5 separate regions of the Sus scrofa genome follow, and all the other regions are linked to region 1. A link is a contact called in public Hi-C and HiChIP or PLAC-seq data. All regions are on one chromosome and are shown on one strand. The core of a region is the stretch at or near the end of the contact, and the rest is flanking DNA. Distances in the headings are between cores, read along the strand shown.

What was found. Hi-C and Micro-C count contacts between places; a contact is called where the count stands out from the background. HiChIP or PLAC-seq counts read pairs in DNA pulled down with a chosen protein or histone mark.
Region 2: a contact with region 1 is called in an H3K27ac HiChIP or PLAC-seq map of alveolar macrophages. The contact joins two enhancer-like sites. A contact is called at or near these places in 1 of 5 promoter capture datasets (liver), 26 of 47 Hi-C or Micro-C datasets (adipocytes, alveolar macrophages, brain and 15 more) and 2 of 2 datasets of contacts at active chromatin or transcription factors (alveolar macrophages and skeletal muscle).
Region 3: an H3K27ac HiChIP or PLAC-seq map of alveolar macrophages shows a contact between it and region 1. The contact joins the promoter of RABL3 here to the enhancer-like site in region 1. A contact is called at or near these places in 7 of 47 Hi-C or Micro-C datasets (brain, embryonic fibroblasts, heart right ventricle and 2 more) and 1 of 2 datasets of contacts at active chromatin or transcription factors (alveolar macrophages).
Region 4: a Hi-C map of liver shows a contact between it and region 1, with 3 times the contacts expected there. The contact joins two enhancer-like sites. A contact is called at or near these places in 1 of 47 Hi-C or Micro-C datasets (liver) and 1 of 2 datasets of contacts at active chromatin or transcription factors (alveolar macrophages).
Region 5: a contact with region 1 is called in a Hi-C map of skeletal muscle, with 4 times the contacts expected there. The contact joins the promoter of LRRC58 here to the enhancer-like site in region 1. A contact is called at or near these places in 1 of 5 promoter capture datasets (liver), 16 of 47 Hi-C or Micro-C datasets (brain, embryonic fibroblasts, fetal heart ventricle and 10 more) and 2 of 2 datasets of contacts at active chromatin or transcription factors (alveolar macrophages and skeletal muscle).

The regions. Positions count from the first base shown.
Region 1 is chr13:139,749,788-139,752,562 of Sscrofa11.1, forward strand. It overlaps LOC102162379 (a long non-coding RNA gene), which reads left to right. Exons shown (of 5, transcript XR_001303087.2): 5 at 16-2,767. Among named protein-coding and RNA genes, the nearest start is that of NDUFB4, 21 kb to the left of the region's middle. Within about 2 kb of position 1,359, at least 50 of the 83 cell types and tissues checked have an H3K27ac peak or open chromatin away from gene starts, as enhancers often do. A contact at or near this core is called in alveolar macrophages, fetal skeletal muscle, liver and 5 more, where this site is marked.
Region 2 is chr13:139,880,573-139,883,377 of Sscrofa11.1, forward strand. FSTL1 (follistatin-related protein 1) reads left to right here. Exons shown (of 11, transcript XM_021070306.1): 3 at 2,482-2,586. Among named protein-coding and RNA genes, the nearest start is that of FSTL1, 35 kb to the left of the region's middle. Within about 2 kb of position 1,534, at least 36 of the 83 cell types and tissues checked have an H3K27ac peak or open chromatin away from gene starts, as enhancers often do. A contact at or near this core is called in alveolar macrophages, omental adipose tissue and retroperitoneal adipose tissue, where this site is marked.
Region 3 is chr13:139,607,696-139,610,596 of Sscrofa11.1, forward strand. It overlaps RABL3 (rab-like protein 3), which reads left to right and starts at 1,469. Exons shown (of 8, transcript XM_021070305.1): 1 at 1,469-1,982. The coding sequence starts at 1,937. GTF2E1 (general transcription factor IIE subunit 1) reads right to left here and starts at 1,788. Exons shown (of 5, transcript XM_021070303.1): 1 at 1,650-1,788.
Region 4 is chr13:139,977,613-139,980,449 of Sscrofa11.1, forward strand. The region is part of intron 1 of GPR156 (probable G-protein coupled receptor 156); the gene reads left to right. Among named protein-coding and RNA genes, the nearest start is that of GPR156, 4.6 kb to the left of the region's middle. Within about 2 kb of position 1,474, at least 3 of the 83 cell types and tissues checked have an H3K27ac peak or open chromatin away from gene starts, as enhancers often do. A contact at or near this core is called in liver, where this site is marked.
Region 5 is chr13:139,926,370-139,929,315 of Sscrofa11.1, forward strand. LRRC58 (leucine-rich repeat-containing protein 58) reads left to right here and starts at 1,339. Exons shown (of 5, transcript XM_021070309.1): 1 at 1,339-1,971. The coding sequence starts at 1,472.

The DNA of each region.
Region 1 (2,775 bases), core at 109-2,608:
TTGTCCACTCTGCAGGCTCCCATTTACAACTGAAGTCTGCCCTCTACTGGTCACAAGCAGCCCAAACCCACACCACAAAGCCACTGAAGAGTTTGCTTCTAAAATCGTTTCTTCTCCAGGAACATTTTGGAAATTGCTACAATTTATTTAGCTAGAGAAATACAAAGAAATGACATCTTCTGAAAAGTGTTCCTCTTTAATTTTTTACTTTTTGATGTTTTTAGGCTTTTTCCTTTTATTTGACAATAGCAGAACTGGATCAGTTTCAGTTATATAGAAATATAACTTTCATTTGTGATAAATAACCATTATTATTATCACACTGCCCAGGCACTTCTGCTCCTATTGACTCATGAGTCACTAAAATGCTTTCGCATGGTAGAAATGGACAAGGGCTGTTCAAGATAGAAGGTACTACAATGTATGGGCTGTCAACCGTCCAGTAGTTTTCCAGTGGTAGTTTGTAGACTGAGTGTGAGTAAAGAAAGACCCAGAGATAGACTCTCCTCAAGCTCTGTAGGGTATCCATTTGCCCTGTTCAAAGGCTATGTGGCATCAGGCATCTGGGGATCCCAAGCAGACATGACAATCCTTTCTTTCTCTTGCTTCCACAAGGAGGGCACTCTGGCCCAGGAAGCAAATGCAGGAGAACATGAAAGGTGAGTGAGAAGGAAGCCAGAGCCTGGGGAGACCACAAGATAGTGTGAGCAAAAGGCTGAACCCATGATGAAAGGAAAAAGCTAGGGGAGGGAAGGTGGGTAAGAGAAAGAAACAGTGGACAAGGGCAGAACAGAGGACTAAAGAAGTGGCTCCATTTTTCCAAGGGCCATTGCTACTTTCTGCAATGCAGGTCACTGTAAGAATCTATTTAGTTTTTAGTTAACAAAAGAAGGGAATCCTTTCTGATGTTCCAGAGTCCTTGACAAGAGATGGTTCGGGTTTTTAGGGGAACAAGGACTCCTTTCTGTGAGCATACATCCTAGCCAGAGGTCTGGAAATCTGCCCCCTCCCTCAAGGTGATCCTCAAATACAGCCAGAGTGGGGGGCCCACTGCCCACCCCAGGGTCACCCTCCCCCAAAGGGTCTGCCTACCCCTGTCAGTCTGCTCCTCAGGGCTGCAGAAGCCTAGGATCAGGGTGGAACAGAGATCCCTGTGTCCTGATCTTGCTCTTCCCCTCCATTTCCCTCTTGCCTCCTCCCTCACCTCTGTCCCTGGTCCTCTGGACTCAAGTTCTCTCCTCCCACGTTGCCCCTCTCTGGACTTTGTGACTCAAAAACTCAAGCACTTTAGGAAAAACAGCGCTCAGTGTATTCTTAGGCGTGGGTGCTGCTGCCCCTTTAAAATCCACCATCGACAGAGTGTGGGGGTTGGGGGGAAGCGGGGAGGAAGAAAGAGAGGCAGGTCTTCTGTCTTTCTTCCCGAGATAAAGGTTATTCTTAGCAGTAAGATCGGCTTGGCATTTGGGGAGATTTGTGTTTCTCTCCTTCCCGTCCCAGGAGTTTTGCACAATGCAATTCCTCTTCTTTGTGCGGGGAAGAAGATGAACAGGGAGAAAGAGAAGGGAAAAAAGAAGGGCGCGCCATCACTGTTGCCCTCGTAGGCATTTCCCAGGACTTACTTTGGAAAGCTGGTCTAGTTGGTCAGAACTGGGCAGGAAAGTGCCCTCACTCCATCCCCAGAAGGTCAGTTTAATTCTAACGGACACTTGAAGTGAGAAGACTAAAGGCCAAATAAACTCCCTAAAGGCCTTTCCACAGCACTTTGTATGTCGCACATGTTCAGCTAGCGTTTGCTCAGCCAGTCTCCCGCTTGCACTCTTATTTGGGCTGGGTCTCCCAGGACAGACTTCGGAGAACTAGGAACTTGAGAAAATAAAAAAAAATAAAAAATAAAATAAAAAAGGAAAACGGTGGGCCAATCTCGAAGAAGACTTACGTAATCTGATCCCACTCTGGAACCAGACGGTGAGATTCTGCAGAGCCGCCAGCAGGGGGAGCTCAGGCAGTGTGTCAGAACGTCGGCACCGAAGTTGCCAGGAGCCAAAACCTCCGGATAAACAAAACAATGAATCTTTGTGGTTTCTCTTAGGTTCTTAATCCTGGGAGGCTCAATCCAGGACGGCCTGATTTTCGTCCTAGGGGAGCCAGCTAGCTTCTCCCAGAACACTAGCTGGGTCTTGGATGTCTTAATAGGTCTCTCTCTCTGTTCTTCCCTCCTCAATTGCTTTCTGTCTTCCTCTATTTTTCATCTATTTTCTCAAACTGTCTATGTATCTCTTTATGTGTATCTCCTTCTGTAATTCCCCTTTCTCTGAATCTGTGTTTCTGTCAGTGTTTCTTTCTTGTTATTTCTCTGTATGGTCCTTGGCTCACTAGCAAATGTTAATGTAAATGGGGATGAACCCACTGCAGACTGAGCTCTGAAAGATTTCAAGATCTGGCAAAAACTAACACTTAAAATAAAATGTAGAATAATTATTCTACACGGGTTCACCACTTAGCTATTGGGTCATGTCGTCTTGTTATATTTCTCCTGTCTCTGTCCTCCTAGCCTGCTGCCCTTGCATCCTGCAGTACTGCCTTGAGCATTGGTTGCTGCCAAGCTGCTGCCCACCTCCCCCTCCCATTGATCTCCAGGGGTCAATGGGACCAGCCCAACAATGTTTTTCAGGTCTTTTAGAGAAAATGCCCATACCAGAATAACTGTACCTCTAGTGACATGGTTTTCCACTTCTTAATTAAGACCCAGCCCAGAACACACTGGAACCCTTGGGA
Region 2 (2,805 bases), core at 284-2,783, 130 kb after region 1:
AACCCCTGGCCTTGCTCAGTGGGTTAAGGATCTGGCATTGCCTTGAGCTGTGGGGTAGGTCGCAGACATGGCTCAGATCTGGTGTTGCTGTGGCTGTGGCATAGGCTGGCAGTGCAGCTCTTATTAGACCCCTAGCCTGGGAACCTCTATGTGCCGTGGGTGCAGCCCTAAAAAAGACAAAAAAGAGGAAAAAAAAGTTTCCTCATCTATAAAATGTAGTTAATATGCATGTTTTTGCAGGGTTATCCACAATAAGAGGAAAGTGTATGTGTGAAAACATTCTGCAAGTTTTAATAGTGCTATCAAATATTAGTCATTGTATTTTAGGTAAAGAGTATTTCTTCAAATGGATTTTTTAGAATTATTTCTAAAAAATGACGAGTTGAATTTGATCTATAAGTAAAAGCTTTTATTATGAATACTCACTAAAAACAAACATAAGATAAAAAGAGGCTCTATAAATGCCACAAGTTATTTATTCTGCAGGAAGTTCTTTAAGCATTAATATGAGTAACACTTCACGGGCAACTTGTTTCATAGTTTATGACACAATTCCAAATATATTATCTCATTTTATCTTGACAAGGCAGGGCTAGTATTTACCCCTACTTTACAGATGAGGAAACAGGCTCAGAGCATTAAAGTGCCTTATTATGGACGAAGAGCTAGTAAGTGATAACGGTTTGTGAGTATCTGCTTATGGGGCCATGTGTTGGTGTGTCTTGGAGTGTAGACATGCATACGTCTGAGCATGTTTTTTTATGCAGTAGTGTGTCTTTAACTCATGTGACAGATTCATGAAGGACATGTATTTGTATCTCTCAACATGTTTCATAAAGGGGGAGAGGAGAAAGTCCTAGCTGAGTTGTTCTGTTGGTTTTTTTTTTAACAATGATCAGTGACAGCCTTTTCCTTTTTTCTTCTTTTTCCCCTTCCTTTTCATTTTTAGAGCTGTTTTTCATTCCCAAGCACAGTTTCCAAGAAGGTCTTGCCTGGAGAATATGTGCAATTTTATCTCCACTCCTGGTTTAGGAAACAACAGCTTTCCAGTACCCCCAGCCTTCTGGGAATTACTTCCTCTTTTTTTCTTTTTTTCGCTGCCTGCCAGCTTTATTGAATTCCCCTTAGCAACATCCAAAAAAGAATGGGTTTAGCAACAGCCTGTGAACCAATGAAACGTGAGCATGGCCCGGGTTTCTAGACCAATGGGAGGGAGCTCTGCGTGCCCTTCAAGCTCGCTCGGAGAGAAAATAACCTGGAGTTTGCAAAGCAGCCTCCAGGTGGCAGCAGACCAACTGTATTGGACACAGACCCTCAGATCTCACATCTACTTTGTTTTTTGCTTTCTTTGACCTGTTCTTGGACTCAAAACGTTTGACCACTATAAGGATTTTACAGTTACAAGCTTTTTGGGTATGAGCTTTCTACATGACGTGGTAGACCTCGCCTGAAGGCTGGAATCTTAGATTCTATCCCTGCCCTTACTATGGCCAGTTGCATGACCTTTGTTGGTTCTGTCACAGCCAGTGCTACCTCAGTAGGCACAAGCCTGGAGGTCCCAGGTGACTACCTGCCCAGACAGTCAGGAAAAGGGCTGGAGGAATCACATTCTCTTTCATTCAACTGCCACTCCTGAATGGCAGATGGAGTGGGGCTGGCTTTCTGCCACCATTTAATATGAGGGAAGGACTGTGTCACTGACAGGTTACTGCCTGCAAATGCTCACATTCTTGGTGGCATAGGCTGGGACCATTCCCTGCCTTTTCAGTTTTGCTACATATGTATGAACACAAATGTCTAACCACAAGTGGTTTGAAAACAGTTCTGTTAAGTGATTCAGCCCCCTTGGTTCTCTGAAGCCAGAGGCAGATATGGACAGGGGGCTGAATAGGACCATGTCGAATAATAGCAGATCCGTGTTTCTGATGGTTTAGCCATCCTTCTCTCGCCTTTTGAGATAGCAGAACCCTAGTCAGTGAGACTTTGGTCCTTTTGATATGTGTATTTCTCTCAAGCATTTCCACTTCTGCCTGGTTTACTCTTCTCATCCTTTAGGACCTATCTTCAGAAAGTCTCCTTTGATTCTCACCCTCCCACTGTTACACTTACGCATTGCTTTCTGGAAGTCTCTGTTGTGTTTCCACGTGAGGACAGGGACAGTCTTTATATCTCCAGACCTTAGCCTAGTACTGTCCTTTAATGGGTGCTCAGTTAACATTTTTAGAAGAAAGCATGCAAGGAGGAAATTTGCTCTATAAGAAGCACTCTTGGGCACTCAGAAGTAACTGGACCTGAGCAGGAGCAGTGCCAGCAAGATGGATGCTGGCAGTTGGCAACAGCTTCTGGCTGTTCAGGACCCTTCAGCACCATGAGTCTTCACTCCAGACCACAGCCCAAGCCTGAGAGATAATTACCACCATTGGCTTATCCAGAGATGGACTCATCTCAGTGACAGAGTTTCTTTTTGATTTTGTGTTTTAGGAAGAGCCAAGGAGCAAATCCAAGATCTGTGCCAATGTGTTTTGTGGAGCCGGCCGGGAATGTGCAGTCACAGAGAAGGGAGAGCCCACTTGCCTCTGTATTGAGGTAAGTCCTAAGGTCGGAAGCCAGAGGACAGTGGCCAAGGCAGGTGTGGTTACCTTGCTGGAGCTACCAGTCAGCAGTGCCCATGATTTCATTATCTTTATAAAAGCACACCTTGTGTATTTGAAAGAAGTGAAAATTTTATCTCAGAAGGTAAAAATCAGATGTGAATGTAGGGATACTTTTCTTTTTAAACACTACTTACCTTTATAAGATTTTTAA
Region 3 (2,901 bases), core at 219-2,718, 140 kb before region 1:
ACCCACAAGCTGCAATACAGGGGGCAGACGAGGCATGAATCTGGCATTGCTGTGGTTAGGCCAGCAGCTGCAGCTCTGATTCCACCCCCAGCCTGGGAACGTCCACTAGCCGCAGGTGTGGCCCCAAAAAAGGAAAAAAACAAAAAACAAAAGTCGGATCCTGCATCCTCATGGATACCAGTAGAGTTCATTTTCTGCTGAGCCACCATAGGAAACCCCCCATTTTTTTTTTAATGAAATAAAAATCATGAGATATCACATAAATTTTAATTTTCAGCTACTTCTCAAAAGTGGAAATATCTGAGGGAAAAAGTGAGATCATATTCCCACATGGAAACACTCAGCTGAAGAGCAATTGATACTTTAAAAAAGGGAAGGAGCTTGGCTGGCCTCTGGAGACTTTTGAGTGTGTGACCTTTGGGGGCCATGTCTGGTTTCTTCTTTTTAGTCTTATCAGTCCATCAGTCACCTATCAGTCTCACCTACAACCCTACCCTACCTAACCCAGACCCCTGAAAGCAAGTTGCTTTTGTTTTTAAACCATATGTATTCTAATCACACAAACACCAGGCAGAGTTGTAAGAACAAAGTTGAAAGTGAATGCACTCTCTGTACTGGGTCTAGGCTCCTCAGCCTCATCTGCAGCCACAATGGCATTCTCTCAATTCCAGGAGCCACACATGCTCTCTGCTTCCAAGCCTTTACACACGCCCCCACAACAAAGGCCGAAGTCCCTTCTCCTAATCATTTTTCACATCTCAAATGACATTTCCTCAGAGACACCTTCTCAGATTCTCCCTAGCAGTTTAGAATCATCCCCCTTTCACATGCTCCCATAGCTCTTTCCCCTTCTTGGTGGCAGTGAATAGTTATACTTTCTCAATGTCTACATCGGAGACAAGGGTCTTAATCTTGTTCACCACTGATTTTCCAGTATGGATAACAGCTGGTCAAGTATTTCCATAAAACTTTCAATAGGTCTCCTCAGCACGTGTTCTTCAAACATGCCCACCCTGTTAGCCCTCACCTCCCCCCATTCACTTTCCCCACTGCAGCTTCCAGAGTAAAGAAAGGTAGGGTATTGAAAACCCTCTTCTTAAACTTCAAATGGTTTTAAGCAGGAGGTGACAGCACCAAATTAGCGATTTTAAAGGATTCTGCTGACTGCAAACTGCAAAATGAAGGGAAAGAAGAAGTGGACGTGGGGAGTTCTGTTAGATTTCGATATATTACTATTCCAAATCTGGAATAACGTGGATTCTATACATCCACCTGGTTTTTCTCAGTTAGCCACACTTCACGATAGTCTCCACGGCTTCATACATAAAGTGGCATTATCACCGCGAAACCTCTGGACCAGCCCCGTTCCCAAATGTTCGTTTCCGCCCCACTGTGACAACCACGACGCCCTAAATTCCCTCGGACTCTGCCAGCTGAGTCCAGAGGCCACACTTGACGCAGCCAAGCCAGTCCTACCCGAGGTCGCACATGGGCCGCTCCGGGGTCAATGGTTCTTTGGAGGACCAAGCAGAGAACCGACTCAAAAGAGTAAGGGGGAGGAGGACAGCTAAGGAAAAAGCAACGAAGACACCCTGAAAGGCGACGTCGAACCAGGGAACCGAGGACAAGGAACAGGGAACAAGGTTTACCAAAGCGAATCCTCGTACACTCCCACTACAGCTTCCCTCTGCGCCTCAACTACCGGCTTAAACGAGCCACGCCACTTATGCGACAAAGAAAACGCCATATTCCTGCGACCAGTTTTAGAAACCACCCGCTACTTTTAACCAGGCAGGCCAATCAGCACGGTGAGGCCTTCAATCAAATCAGTCACATTCCGATTGGCCAATGGCATTGAAGACTCGGCCCTCCATACCCAGCTCTGATTGGTCTTCAATCCCGGAATAGGCGTTAACCTCAGGAAGGAGCTGGCAAGATGGCGTCCCTGGATCGGGTGAAAGTACTGGTGTTGGGAGACTCAGGTGAGCCGCTTAACCCACCTTTGGGGCTCCCGACACTTTTGAGTTATATGAAAATCCTCCCCTTTCACTCCCTCTCCACCCATCTGCGGATGAACTGACTCTGGCGGGGGGCTGACATCCCTCTCAAGGCCCAAAGACTACACTTCCCAGAGGACTTTGCTCTGTTTAAGCGAGCCGCGGCTTCGCAAGTGTTGGGGGCGCGGAGCCCGGGCCTTTCTCTGTTTTTTTTAGGTTTTTACATCTGTCTACCAGATGACCGCAGCTTAGTGATCCTTTGTTTTAAAACATATGCGGATACTGAGTGTGGTATTAGACGCCGTGCTGAGACAAAGTTAGGACCTTTCCTTTAAGAGATTTTGTTAATTAAGGAAATCAAACGTGCGCTTAGGAAACTGTACCAGGTGCTTTGCATATATTGACTCAATCCTGAGATCAGGCCCGTTATCCCATTTTACAGATGAGAAAAGAGAGGCGGAGGGCTGTAAATGACAGAACTGGTTTGAACCGAGAGCCTGTGTGCTTAAAACACTAACCTATATTATTTAGTGAAATAGCAGGTAGTAGTAATCTTTTACGCTCAACTGGGCTTCTTGTTTTCTTTATTCTCTTTAATCTTTTCTTCTTTTTTTTTTTTTTTTTTTTGCTTTTTAGGGCCACACCCAGAGTATATGGAGGTTCCCCGGGCTAGGGGTCCAATCGATCGGAGCTACAGCTGCCGGCTCACACCACAGCCACGCCAAATCCCAGCCAGGTCTGCGATCTACACCACAGCTCATGGCTCCAAACATCTGACACAATGTCTATCAGAGCAAATATCCAAAAGTCAACTCCAGAAAAGCATATCTATGAAATGCAAAGTTACCATTTATTCCAAGTTTTTAAAGAGCTTAGGAATGGAGATAATGAGAAACAGAATGAG
Region 4 (2,837 bases), core at 224-2,723, 230 kb after region 1:
CCACATTAATTTCCCTCATGCCTCTTTCCAATTACCCCCACCCCCCAGAAGCAACCTTGGTTATGATTTCTAGTGTCGTAGTTTAGTTTTGCTGGTCCCTGAACATCATATAGATGCCTCCACACAGTATGCACTTCTGTGTCTGGCTTCCTTTTGTTGACATAATGTCTATGAGATTCATCCATGTTGTTCATTTCTTTTCATTCCAAGGTAATATTCCACGGTATGAATATTGTCCATCTATATTCATCCGTTCTCTTATTGATGGACAGTGGGTGGTTTGGTGCTATTTTGAATAAAGCTGCCGTGAACATTCTTATAGAGTCCCTCTCATTCCCAGTCCTATGTGTCTTATTTGTAAATTTTCTTTGTGCTATCAGTGATGAGAGAAGGGTGGTGAGGTTGAGGGGGGGCTGTGACTGATGTGGCAGTCTGCATGCAGCCCCAAGTGCCTTCTCCAGACAGCCCCCCTGGGTGCTGACCTCCCTCACACTGCAAAGGGAGAGCACTTAGAAAATGAGTGTCCATGTAAGTGGGGGAGCCCTGAGGTGCAGTTTCAGTGATTCTGGAGTCTTAAAAGAGACTGTGGAACGTCTGCTGCCATTGCTGTGGTGTTCCCCTCCTTCTCTCGGTTCCCCACCCCAGTATAAGTTGACTCTCATCATCCACTGAGCATTCTCCCATCAAGGGATTTAAATATTTATGAGCAAGAGTCTTGTTCAGAATCTAATAAAATATTTACGTGTTTCCATGGGGCATTGGTTTCCATCGAGACCTCTCAAGGTGTTTTTTAGAGACACTTGTCATAATCACGAGCTACTCAGACAGAGACAGACGATACCATGTTACTGAGCCCACCTTGCTTCCTAGGGATAGGGGAGAATGAGCACACAGATAATGGGCGTGAAGAGTGTATGGATCAGGAGAAAGACTGCATGTGGAGAAAAAATGACTTAGGAAAAGCACTTGTGAACGGAGTGCCCCGAAGGTGTGAGTGCAGAGGTGAAGGTGGAAAAGAGCTTGTCACCGTGAGGAGGGATTAATTAAGAGGGGATGCATTCATTCCAAATAGAAGGATGAAGGAATCAGTCTTGTCAAAGACACAGCTCCTTTGACACCCGTGTAGACAAGGCTTGTGTAAGTCAACTATGCCGAGTGCTATAATTACGTTATCACACCTGCTATGAAAATGTGGGGGAAGGAGTGGAGGCTAGCCAGTATTTCCAGGTGGGGGGTAGAAAACCAGCTATTTCAGAAGGAATCATTATTTTCCTCTGAGGGAGAAGTGCCTTTTGAGTCTAGTTCTGAAGGAGGCGTGACTCTCTGACTGGCAGCTGTGGTGTGGAAGGGCATTTCCAGAGATTCAGAAAGTAACTTGAGCAGACATTCAGGTCAGGGCCAAAGTGCTGGTGTGGCTCAAGTAAGATGAAGCAGTGGGGGAAGGGGGGGTCAGGGCAGGTTTGCAGTAAGAGATAAAGCAGGAGGGCCAAAGGCTAATTTGTAAAGGACACAGAGCATGGACTTTAGTCTGTTTGTTGTAGAGAACCATGTAACTTTTGACCAGAGATTGGGCCCAATTTTGAGCAATTCTTTGGAGGTACCTCCAGCCCCAGCAAGGCTTTGAGGTCTGTTTGTGTCCAAGGCCCTTCCAGAATATTCTGCTGTATCCAATGCAGTCTAAAGGCTTTGTGCCATCTACCTTAAGGGATGTAAACAAGAGGAGGTCAGATCCATTCAATATAGTCCTGAGACTAAGCAGAAACAGATCTCACCAATCACCTTACCCTAAGCACACATATACTCACGATGCCTAAGTCAAACTGAATTCATGGGCTGGATGCTGCATCATTTTGATCTCCTTCATGGCCACTTTGCCTCTGCAGTGATGGGCGTCGGGGGGCGGGGGGGACGTAGACGAGTCTAAGAACCCCTTTAACACATGAACCTAAATCTGGGTCACTATACTTCAGGCAAGGTTGCTAGGCAACAGAGGACCCAGCAGTGAGGCCGGCAGACCATCTCTGCACAATTCAGGCCTGCTTCAACCACCCAGTGCACAGTGACTAGAGAGGTATTTGGCAGTAGAGGGTTGAGGCTGTGATGATTGACAACCCATAGACAGGCCTGCTTGGTCACCTTCCACATGTGTTCTCCTTCAGACTGCAGATCCCTTTTCAGAAGTGCCCTATCATAAAATAGCGATGGGGGTATGAAAGTTCTCAGTCATCTGCACTTTTTGATGTTAATAATAAAGAAGAGATGAATTGTAGAAGAGATGGGAAGATAATTTTCAGGGCAGCAGTGAGGAACTTTGCATGCGTGTAGATTAGCCGGGAGCTCTGGAGTTCTGATGGGGGGAGAACAGAAAAGGGCATGAGAGGACTTCTTTAAAAAAGCTTCATGACTCTGCCCAGAGCCTTGCTATTTGGAACTGCTCTCACACTGCCATGGGTACCTGTTCCAGAGTGATGGTGGAACACTCAGGAAAGAATGCTCCGGGCCGTCCTATTGCAGTCTGCCTATGCTGGAATGTCAGACTATCAGCCAGCACTGTCAGCTCTCCATCCTGATTTTTCAAGGATAACGGGGTAACTGGGAAGACCTTGAGAATGGAGGCAGAAGCGAATGTCTTAACTAGGGAAATGGCAAGACTCTAGAGCAACATAATCCTTTTTGGTTCTAATGTAAGATATTCCTGATTTTCTGCATAAAGTGGAATCGCCCAAAGTCCACTTCAGCTGTATTTCCTCTGAATAGGTGAATAGGGTGAATGCTAAATTGAGAGCCTTTTCCAAAAGGACCTTTCAATGAATCTGTGATCATGCCCTGGCTGGTGA
Region 5 (2,946 bases), core at 89-2,588, 180 kb after region 1:
GAGCAAGGGCAGGGATCAAACCCGCAACCTCATGGTTCCTAGTCGGATTCGTTAACCACTGCCCACCACTACGGGAACTCCCGTATTATTTTAAACATTTGCAATTTTCACACACTAGGTTCCTGCCAGAATGTTATCTTGATCCCAAGTAAAGTCTACTTTTTAAAAGGACCCTTTCAAAACAGGTTTCAAATTCAGGACACTCCATTGGTTTTAAAAACACTCCATCCCTGCTTTAAACTCACAAAGTGTATCCTCCCATAACCATAAATCAATCAGAAATTAAGTTAAAGTTTGGCAGGAGGTAAAAAGCATAATTTCTCACACAAATAACCGGCAAGAAAAAAGTTAACTTTATTCTTTTTAGGAAGAAAGCAATTTAATAGCACTGGTTATATACAATCGTCTAACATTTTTATGCATAAGCTTTGTAAAAAAATACACTAAATATTTTCATTTCTATCCATGACTTTTCAAAATTATAAAAATTTCAGAAAAAAACCGACTTTAGGGTAAGGGCGAAAACAGGTTTAGAAGTACTACATGAAAGCCAGAATCAGGACTTTTCCAGTTAAATTGAAGTTTTAACCTGAAGTAAAATCTCAATGCTTTCTGGGTTAAACTGATCAATTAATTTGAGCTATTTCAAATTAACGAAAACTCAGCCATGGCTCCCAAATTCATTTCCAGCCACTGCAACTTAAACCAAAAACCACAGAAGTGCTTCTACAGCTAAAATGGTGAAATGTTCTTGACACACATTCCTTTAAAAAAAAAAATCCTCTAGGGCAAGCAGGCCAAGGATTAGCCATATTTTTTTTGGATGGAGAAACTGAAATCAAATCCCCTGTCCGAGGAAACAAAGTTATTTAACAGCAGAACCCGAGGTAAGATCCAAGAGTCCCGATTTCTAGTTCAGCTGCCTTCGCGCTTTTAAGTCGGCTTGGTCAATCCCGGGACTTTGAATTCCCGGGTCTTGCTGTCATGCAACTGAATCATCACTAAAGTCCTGAGTCCTCGCTGGCTCCCGCAGACCAGGGGCCCCCACTCCGAAACCAGGGCCTCAGAAGGCGGTGCACCGTCACGCGCGAACCCTCAAAGCCAAATAACCAAACTGTCCTCGGACTGTTTACCGAGGCCACCCTGGAATTCGGGGACAGGTCACCAGACTTCAAGAACTATAGAACACGACTGCCCGGACCCAGCCGGGCTCAGAGAGTAAGCCGAGCACTGACTGCTCTCTGCCCCCGCCCGGCTCATGGGATCCTTGCGGCGCGCCGCGCGAGACGGAGTCCGGCCCTTGAGCGGCGCGCGCACCCCGCCTCCTAGCGTCGCGTGACTCCGCGGGGGGGGAGGGGGGCCGGGGTTAGCGCCCGCCCGCGCCACTTCCGACGCAGCCCTCGGTTCAGGTTCCGGGGCGCCGCGGAGCTCCCGGCCTGTGGGTCGCGCTCTGCGCGACGCGGTGGCCGGGATGCAGGAGGCCGGAGCGCCGGTGGCCACGGCCGGGGAGGCCGAGCTGAACTTGTCCCGCCTCAGCGTTTCTCCCGAGACGCTGGAGTCGGAGTTGGAGGCGCGGGGCGAGGAGCGGCGCGGAACGCGGGAGGCGCTGCTACGGCTGCTGCTGCCGCACAACCGTCTGGTGTCGCTGCCGCGGGCGCTGGGCAGCGGCTTCCCGCACCTCCAACTGTTGGACGTGAGCGGCAACGCGTTGACCGCGCTGGGGCCGGAGCTGCTAGCGCTGAGCGGCCTGCGCACGCTGCTGGCCAAGAATAACCGTCTCGGCGGGCCCGGCGCGCTGCCCAAGGGCCTGGCCCAGTCGCCGCTCTGCCGCAGCCTCCAGGTGCTCAACCTCAGCGGGAACTGTTTCCAGGAGGTGCCCACCTCGGTGCTGGAGCTGCGTGCGCTGCAGACCCTCAGCCTTGGCGGCAACCAGCTTCAGAGCATCCCGGCTGAGATCGAAAATTTGAGGAGGTGAGCGGGTGCCGGCCTGCCCGAGAGTAGGGAGGCCCCAGCACAGGGTCGAGGGTGGGTGTCCCGAGGCCCCGGTAGTTCCGGGGCCCTGCGCCTGGTCTTGGCGCCCGTTGGTTGTCACGTAACTCTCTCAGTCCAGGCTCTTGAACTCTTTGGCTGCCCTGCCAACTCAGTGAGTTGTACTGAGGAGCTGATAGGATCATGGGTGTGACAGCGTTTGGTTTGTTGTGTTTGCGCTGTGCAGATTTTCGAGATATTTTTTCTGTTTTTCTGGGGTCACTGGAAGTGATCTGAACTGAGCATATACTCAAACATATGTAAATCTGAGGTTGTCACTTAATTGCTCCGGAGTCTTGGGTGGTTTTCCATGCCTGTAGATCAAAGTTTATGTCCTGTAAAGTGACATACAAAGGAACTCTGATCTGATCCCTGCTTGCCACTGCGTTACCTACTCTGTCTTCTCCTTGGCAATACCAGCAATACTATTTGTGGAATTCAGTAAGGTGTGCACTTTACCAGCAGCTTGTAGGCTCTCACTAAATGTGTGTTGAATGGATACAGTGCCTCTGTACATTGTTGTTCCTTTTGCCTAGAATGTTGCTTGCACTGGACAGACCCCTGCTCATCCTTAAAACCTGTTTTGAGGGTCATTTTTTGTTGTTTGTTTCCTTCTGTTACTACTTCCTGGACAACAATTATAATTGTCTAAACTGTACTTCTTGGGAACCATTCATCCTACCGCTGCACTTACCTTATTGATTATAATTCCTTGTTTACAGGTCCGCCTCATCTGCTAGATTAGTCACTAAATGTATGTTGAATTAAATGGAAGACGGAAGCAGGAATGCAGGATAACAAAAGTCTCCTAAAGGTGCCCTGCAGGGGAGAAATAAAGTACGAGGAAGTGTATTGTCCAAAATGAAAAAAAAGTATCTTCCATCTCTTTATTGAATTTTCCAAGATAACAGAATATTA